2 separate regions of the Drosophila melanogaster genome follow, and region 1 is linked to region 2. A link is a contact called in public Hi-C data. All regions are on one chromosome and are shown on one strand. The core of a region is the stretch at or near the end of the contact, and the rest is flanking DNA. Distances in the headings are between cores, read along the strand shown. Region 1 holds the start of Cbs (Cystathionine beta-synthase). Region 2 holds the start of CG1812.

Region 1 (4,511 bases), core at 236-2,735, 530 kb after region 2:
TTCTTTAATCGGTATCTTCATTTTCAGACCTTCGCCAACCCCGAGGACCTGATGTCCCCCAAGCTGAAGGTCAAGTTCGACGATCCGAACGTGGAGCGTGTGCGCCGTGCCCACCGCAACGACCTGGAGAACATCCTGCCCTTCTTCGCCATCGGTCTGCTCTACGTCCTGACTGATCCGGCCGCCTTTCTGGCCATCAACCTGTTCCGCGCCGTGGGCATCGCCCGCATCGTCCACACACTGGTCTACGCCGTGGTCGTGGTGCCCCAGCCTTCCCGTGCCCTCGCCTTCTTCGTGGCCTTGGGCGCCACCGTCTACATGGCCCTGCAGGTCATCGCCTCGGCCGCCTTCTGAGCACATAGGTCTAGTCCTTCTTGTTTTTTTTTTTAAGCATTTTGAAATAATTTCTGAAATATAGAGTTACGCCTACCTCGGCTTTGGTGCTGTTGGATCACAATCTAAGTGTTTTCTTTTTGGGAAAAATCAAAATGCCAAAAATTAAAAGTTAAATTCATTTAAAGCAATGCAGTTACTTGAACTACAAGTAAGAAATTGTTTTTCACTTGAACTTATTTTCAATTTTAGAGAAATGTATCTCATCACTATACCTCTGTATTATGATATACAATAATATATTATGATATACAATAATACTTTGTACGTATATACAGATCGCAGTAATCAATTTACCATAACTAAAATAAGTTAACTTTTGAATACTAATTACCTCGTTTTGTGGGTAAGAGCTTAAAAAAAGTGCTGTATAATGCTTGCTATAAGATTAAATAGTGTAGCATACATTATAAGACTACAAAATGTTTAACATGCAGCTTTTGCAATACATGTATGTATATATGTATACACACATATATAGCTGTAAAAGCACAGTTGGAGATAATTTAAAGCTTTATAGTTCTTGATGAATTGGTTCTTAATAAACAGGTTGCTATTTTAAAAACGTAGGCAACTGATTCGGATTTCAGCATTACGTTTATCTGGTACTACTGCGGAATCTGATAGTTAGATTACGCATTTATTTTCAGTGCAGGAAATCGCAGATCAAGCCATGCTGTGTATGAAGAAGAGCGAAACCGGTTATCACTATCTGTTTCATTCTCACCATAACAATGGGATAAATACCCTATATTATTTTTAAAAATAAAAAACAAATCCACAATTCCAATGAAATCCAATGAAAAATCCACAATTAAAATATGAGGCGAATTAAATTTACGGTTAACAGTTTTACACGTTTAAAATTTATACAAAATTTACTCTTAGGCCTTTCTAGACTGACTGGAAAAAAACGGGCCAGTTGTATGTACCTCTAGAGGAAAACAGCAGTAATGTCAAATCTAAAATTTCTATTAATATATTAAATTTTTATTTAAATGGAAATAAAACTAAAACAATGGCATTATTGACATTTCAAGTATTTTTTGTAAGTATGTCAAAATATATATTATGAATATTTGCCACGCTGTTGTTTTATGTTGTGTTGAGCATGCCACCATGCACCAGCACCACTGTGCGCTGCCGCCGTCTCTGCCGGCATCGCAGCCGACCGTTAGCCGCAAGTTGCTTGCGTTGGTTAGATTCCCGATTCCGTTCAATTGCCTTCGTTGGCAGCATCGTAGCGGTCGCTTTTCGCAGTTCGCGCTAGTTAGTCGCTCCTGGGTCACTAATCACCAGCACTGGTAAGTAAAACTTAAGCTGACAACTGTCCAAAGTGCATTCGTCCTGATCCTTTTCCCTTAAAGTTCCTTTTGCTGCCTCTTTCTTGCACATTTCCAACCGGCGAAATACATATAAATATGTAGAAGTACAAATAATACGAGAGAGAAACATGTGCTTGCTATTTTGTATGTTGTTTTTTCTTCTCACATATTCGCCGTTCGTTTTTGTTTTTGTTGTTCTATTTTGAAGCCGCGTGCTTGTAAAACAAATATGTATAGACATATGTATGTATATGGAAAAATGCGTGTGTGTGCATGTCATCGGCGGGGGAGATAAACAAGAAAGAGCAATAAAAAGGAAAACCGGGAAAGTTTAGAGTTTACACAGAAAAAAAAGAAACACATTAATATTAAAATTATATAATTTTCAAATGCGTAAATTTTGCGTAAATTTAAAATAGTAAAACGATATTTTGATTCGAAATTTACATAAATAATATTTTAGTCGTCTGATAATGTTTCTTTACTTTAATGCTCACCTTACATTGAAATATTTGGATTTATATGTTATATTCATATTATAAAAGGATAGTTTTATACATCAAGTATCTCAATACCACTTTATTCAGCTTACGTTCAAATTAAAAACATAACGTATAATTTTATAAATAGATTCAACGGGACGCTTAATAAATAGTACGTAGCTGTTTTTTTAATTCCTTTTAAATGCAATTCGTTAATTATTTATATTAGAAAATTTATATAAACACTAAGGTAGCATTTTAGAAAGACTTTGCGCTCCATTCAATTATTAAGTTAATTTAATACATGCCGATACTACAGATTCCGACCTACCCTATCATTAGTCCTGAGTTCACAAGATACCCTCACAACGTTGGCAAAGCTTTTCATATAATAAATGTTCCCTTATTTGAGTTTACTTTGTAGGTGATAGATAGGTTTCGAGTGGCGTGTCGTATACAGCGCAAGCAATCAGTGCCACCTGAAAACCTTATCTACAAAATGGAAACCCACTTAAACGACGGTAGTCCCTATTTAATAACCAGTTAAAGAAAGGGCTTCGAACTGGGAACTGAACGTCTAGAATAGACTAAAGATAGACTAAATTCCACAAAGAATCGAATTTTAATGGAATACCTCGCGTATTTTAAAATTTCGTTGTGATAAGGAAAGCCTTGAGCCTAAGAATCTTAGTTTTGTATCCTTTAAATAATTACAGCTAGAAAAAATGCGTATTTTCATATATCTTCTTAAGATAATCCGACTTCGGGATCTGTGCAAATTGAAATAAACAAGCTGCCCTTCCTGTTTCCATCTGATTTGCATATTTTTGAGTTTTGTCACGTCATCGCTTTTGGGCCCGATCTTTTCGCTTTCGATTGAATAGTAATCTCACGCAATTTCGCAACCTCGTCGCAATGAGACAACAGAAAGTATATTTTGATTGAGATTTTTCCCCCATTTGCACACCGGAATCTGGAGTGATAAGATACGGGTCATCGGAGGTAACACCGGCACCATCTGGCGTTTGTTAGATCGCAAATCAATCGAATCTTTTCGAATTCAGGAGCAGATAAGCTTTTTCAAGTCATACTATTATCACTATATGTTAATAATTTAATAAATCGTATCTTAGTTGGGGTCTGATATTGTAAGAAAGTATCTTGGTACGCCCCTACAAAAGTATTCCCAAGTTCCGGAAATTCTTCTTCTATAGAAGAAGAAGAAGAAGGATACACTTTTATATTGCTTCTACAAATATATTAAAATAAGCAACAATATGTTATATTCGCTACAGAGATTCCCAAACACTTTTTCATATAAATTCCTTCTTTCAGAGATGCCACAACCGAAGCCATACGAGAGGCCCGCGGACTTCATCGATCCCGGCAAGCCGTCCAAGTGCAAATGGCATCTGGGTACAGCCGAGAAGTCGCCCCACATCCATCGGGGCATCGCCCACCGCCAGCAGATTACGCCCAACATCCTCGAGGTGATCGGATGCACGCCACTGGTCAAGTTGAACAACATTCCCGCCAGCGACGGCATCGAATGCGAGATGTGTAAGTCTATAGCCTAAAAATCCACCGAAGAGTTTCACTGACTTAGTCATACAATCTCATTTCCTAACCCACAATGTGGCCTCAGAGTAACAATACGAACAGATCTAATCTAAGATCATTTAATTGCCTCTTTCCCCTCTACAGATGCCAAGTGCGAGTTCCTTAATCCGGGTGGATCAGTGAAGGACCGCATTGGGTACCGCATGGTGCAGGACGCCGAGGAGCAGGGCCTGCTCAAGCCAGGCTACACCATCATCGAACCAACGTCTGGAAACACGGGCATTGGACTGGCAATGGCCTGTGCCGTTAAGGGATACAAGTGCATTATCGTGATGCCGGAGAAGATGTCCAACGAGAAGGTGTCCGCGCTGCGAACCCTCGGGGCCAAGATCATACGTACTCCAACGGAGGCAGCCTACGATTCGCCGGAGGGACTGATCTACGTTGCTCAGCAGCTGCAGCGGGAAACGCCCAACTCGATTGTCTTGGATCAGTATCGCAACGCTGGCAATCCGCTGGCTCACTACGATGGCACTGCCGCCGAGATTCTGTGGCAGCTGGACAACAAGGTCGATATGATAGTGGTCTCGGCGGGAACGGCGGGAACTATCAGTGGTATTGGGCGTAAGATCAAGGAGCAGGTTCCCAGTTGCCAGATAGTCGGCGTGGATCCCTATGGCTCGATCCTTGCCCGCCCTGCTGAGCTCAACAAGACCGATGTGCAATTCTACGAGGTGGAGGGCATCGGCTA
Region 2 (3,888 bases), core at 1,084-3,583:
AACGGAAAATGGAAGACGTGAAAGATGGGAACAGAGCAAGAGAGCAATAAAGAGAGTGCACAAAATGGGCCGAAAAGTGCCGATTCTTCAATTGTTATACTGTTTAGATTTACACAACATTTTTATAAAATAAACAAAAAGCCTATGATACTTACCAAAAACCAGGAAGATTTTCTTCTCCCTTTCTGACGATTTTCTTTTAAACTTTTTTGTTGCTTCCTTTTTGTATATTTATGATTTCGTTTTAATTTTGCAAACTAGAAAAAACACAACAAAAACGGTGTGGAGCTGATAAGGCGATTTATTGTTTGTTTATTTAAGGACATTCCTCAATTCTTTCCCATTCTTTCCTCTCTTTTCTTTTCCTTCTTCTTCTTATCAATGAAATGTGAGTCAGTGGCAGCCAAAAAATCAGCAGTAACGGTCAAAATAATAGCACTTCAAAGGGCATTCTACCGTTAACTACCGATAACTCAAGAAAAGTAGAAAGGAGTGCACTCTTTTACTTTCGTGACATAAGATTGATTATTTTACTTTAAAGATACTAAAATGTTTGTTATTTTTAACAAATTTTAATTGTCAGTAAACGCGATGCTATTGATACTATTATCGTAACCGTAACTGTGTTTTTATGTTTTTTCTTGTGGACTTTTTTGTTTTGCTTTATTTTTTGGGTTCTACATGCTGCCGACGCCGCAGTTGGCGTCGCTGCTGGCAGTTTCCTCATGTGGCGCGCACACACGCACATACCGCACACAAAAACACACTCACACACACCTACACGACTTCATTTCTTTTTCATTTCTTTTCCTTCCTTTCGTAATTGCTCCGCTTTTTTGCTTCTTCTTTAAGGTTGCAGAGTGCGGGAAAGAGAAAGGAAGAAAAAGAAACAGCGCGACAATTTTCATTTGGGCCTGTGCAAAAAAACCACAAATACAGAGTAAAAATCTTTATTTCATGCACGTTGCATTTTGCACTCCAATTGTTGTTGCCGCTTCAGCTTCTGCTTCTTCTTCGCCATTTGACTGTTGCTTTCTTTCGTTGCTTCTGTTGTTGTGGTTGTTGTTTTTGGCGTCGTCGGCGGCGGCGAGCAATAAACTAATTACTTTAACTAGCGAACAACCAAAATGTTTGCCGAATTCGTTGTGTGTTTTTCTTCGCCTTGCATCGATCCTTGTATTTTTTGGAACGCCTTGCACACATTCATCGCTTGCTTTTTACTTTTTTATTACACTTTTCGCCTTTTTCTTTTCACAAAAAAAAAATTTGACGCCACACGTTTGTTGTTGTGGTTGCGCCAGCACTTACGCTGCTTTAATTACTAATGATTCACAATACAATCAAGCGATCGCGCGCGCACCGTCTGCACTTTCGGCCAAATTACAATTAATTAGTTGTGTATTTTACTCTACTTCTTGTTTTACTTGCTCCGCTTTCCACTCGATTTCGTCCGATGTGATTTTCGAGTGACCAGACCAGTCGAGTAGAGGTGGAATACGGCCGATGCCACGCAGGCTATCGATGTTTTCATGCCTGGACGTATGTCGATACTTTGCAGCAGCTTATCGGCTTATGCTGCGATATCACCACTGGACGAAACTTTGGCCATTAGTTAACACTGGAGACTATAGATATTGTGAGAAAAAAAATTAAATACAATTTTTTTACCTGCTAGCCTGCACTTTATTCTGAAATATTTGCAGTGAATAGATACAGCACGCTGAATAAATGTTGGTCCAAGAATGGAACGCGTATTTTTAAGAGTGTATTTGAACTCACCCACACTAATATCATAGTGTATTAATTTAAATATATATTTATATAATATATAATACTTAATTAGATATCTTTTCTCGTATCAAAATTATTTGCGGATCCGAAAAACATTTTCTAACAAGAAACAACTGCCTAACGTGAAATACTTCAATGTCTCTGATAAGATTGACTTTTTTAAAGAAATTAATTAATTATTCTTTTAGTATTAATATTTCTGCCTAAAGTTAACGTAAGCTATCTTACTAAGCTAAACTAAGTAACTAACATAGACTTATTTTGGTGCAAATTTAACAATTTCATTTTTAAATGCTACCATATCAATGTTAAAGGGGAAATTCGCGAGCTTTTGACTTCAAAAGCTAGCATTCTCTTATAAAAACCTTTTAAATTGCATACTCACCCGTCTCCCAATTAAAAGCACCCAGGAATACGGGTATATATATGAAATTTGAAAATATAATTTTAAACGATCGCGCTCCGCAATCGATAGCTAAATGCGCATCACTAGCGGTGCTAGCCGACTTGGCAGTTCAAACGTCAAGAGAAGAAACGTCAAAAACGCGAAAAGTAAAAAGTCGCAAGAGGGAAAAGAAGCAAAGAGGTAGCAACAAGCAAAGAAATCGCACGCGAAACTTTTTTCTCTGCCAGTGTTTAGCAATAATTTAGCTAATTTCGTGCGTATATTTGTCGTAGAACGGTTCATAGTTCGCCAAATAACGGTTTGTAGACAGCTGGCCGCGAGTGTAAACAGAACGTGCTGCCCTCTCGCTCGCACTCGCACTCGCGCACCAGAAGCTCGGTCATCTCAAGAATTTCTTATCAGACGGATTCCCCAACCTTGGGACCACATAGGTTAACATATATATAGGTTAATAGCCCGCTCTAATCTTTGGTCCGTTCCGAGAGAGTACAGCGAACAGCATGGCAGCGACGCCAGCGCCAGCAGTGACGCCGGCAGCGACAGCAACGTCGGCTGCGGCCAAAATTCCTGTGAATCCCGTGTCCCCCGAGGAGGAGACCCTTCTGCGGGGCCTCAACAAGCTGCGCAACGAGGAGAAACTCACGGACGTCACTCTGATCGTCGAGGAGCACCGATTCAAGGTAGGACCCCACCCACACCATTATAGATCCGAGCAATAGCTACATGGAACAGCCCCATCTGTGGATCTGCTTCAGAGATCGTGCCACATCTGTGGGATCAGCTGAGCTACGAGCGGTTACGTCTAGCCTCATGGACACGGCACATCGGCGAAGGCGGATGAAGTTGGGTTGCACAAGTTTGGCTCCCAGAGTGCGCATAGCAAGTATGCATAGATTATCTTTCAGAGCAACTTGGTTGTGATTAGGCTAGGTTAGTTACGACAATACCTTCAATGGCCTGCGCATAGGACAAATAGAAATCGCACTAAACCGGATTGCTCGCATCCTAAACTCGGCGGTTTGGCAGTTTGGCTAGTTGGCCAGTTGGCCATTTGGCCATTTTGCGAGCTCGTGTTAATTATATATCGGAAACCACGAAAGCATAAGGTGACTAGTTATAGGGTTAGAGTGGCAAGTGGTAGGCGAATCGATAATCGTGGCCAGCAAAAAAGCTCATCTTTACTTTCTCTTGCTAATAATACAAATACGAAAACAAATTCGCGACACAAATTGATGTGTTTCGGCCGATGACGCATTTTCATCGCGCTACCTATGAATATTTAGGGATTCCCGGAATCAGACTCATATATTCAGATACATACATAAATCCAGAAAATTCATAGAAATGTTTTATGATACAGATTTTCAGAAATCTGATTTCAAATGTTTTCAAAAATAACATGGGGAATATCAGCGTTTTTCGTTACACTTATTACACTTATAGTAACATTTTTCCCCAAGTAATCGAACGAAATACGTAATCCCAACTTTGCAGGCTCACCGCGTCGTCCTGGCAGCCAGCAGTGACTACTTTTGCGCCATGTTCGCCGACTGTGCCATGATTGAGTCGCGTAAGGACGAGATAAATCTCTACGGTATTAAAGCCAGGGCCATGGGCTCGATCATTGACTACATATACACATCGATGCTGGAACTGAACTACGATAACATCGAGGAGATCCTGGCGGCAGC

The links. Hi-C and Micro-C count contacts between places; a contact is called where the count stands out from the background.
Region 1: a contact with region 2 is called in a Hi-C map of the Kc167 cell line, with 2.8 times the contacts expected there. The contact joins the promoter of Cbs here to the promoter of CG1812 in region 2. A contact is called at or near these places in 20 of 107 Hi-C or Micro-C datasets (the Kc167 cell line, the ML-DmBG3-c2 cell line, the OSC cell line and 9 more) and 2 of 6 datasets of contacts at active chromatin or transcription factors (both in the Kc167 cell line).

What each region holds. Positions count from the first base shown.
Region 1 is chrX:21,043,653-21,048,163 of dm6, forward strand. Cbs (Cystathionine beta-synthase) reads left to right here and starts at 1,486. Exons shown (of 4, transcript NM_134580.3): 1 at 1,486-1,697; 2 at 3,536-3,760; 3 at 3,905-4,511. The coding sequence starts at 3,538. Mgstl (Microsomal glutathione S-transferase-like) reads left to right here. Exons shown (of 2, transcript NM_001298578.1): 2 at 28-455. The coding sequence ends at 354. It also overlaps asRNA:CR44431.
Region 2 is chrX:20,509,211-20,513,098 of dm6, forward strand. CG1812 reads left to right here and starts at 2,334. Exons shown (of 4, transcript NM_134553.3): 1 at 2,334-2,877; 2 at 3,692-3,888. The coding sequence starts at 2,698. RhoGAP19D (Rho GTPase activating protein at 19D) reads right to left here and starts at 1,484. Exons shown (of 15, transcript NM_001298567.1): 1 at 1,309-1,484; 2 at 156-257.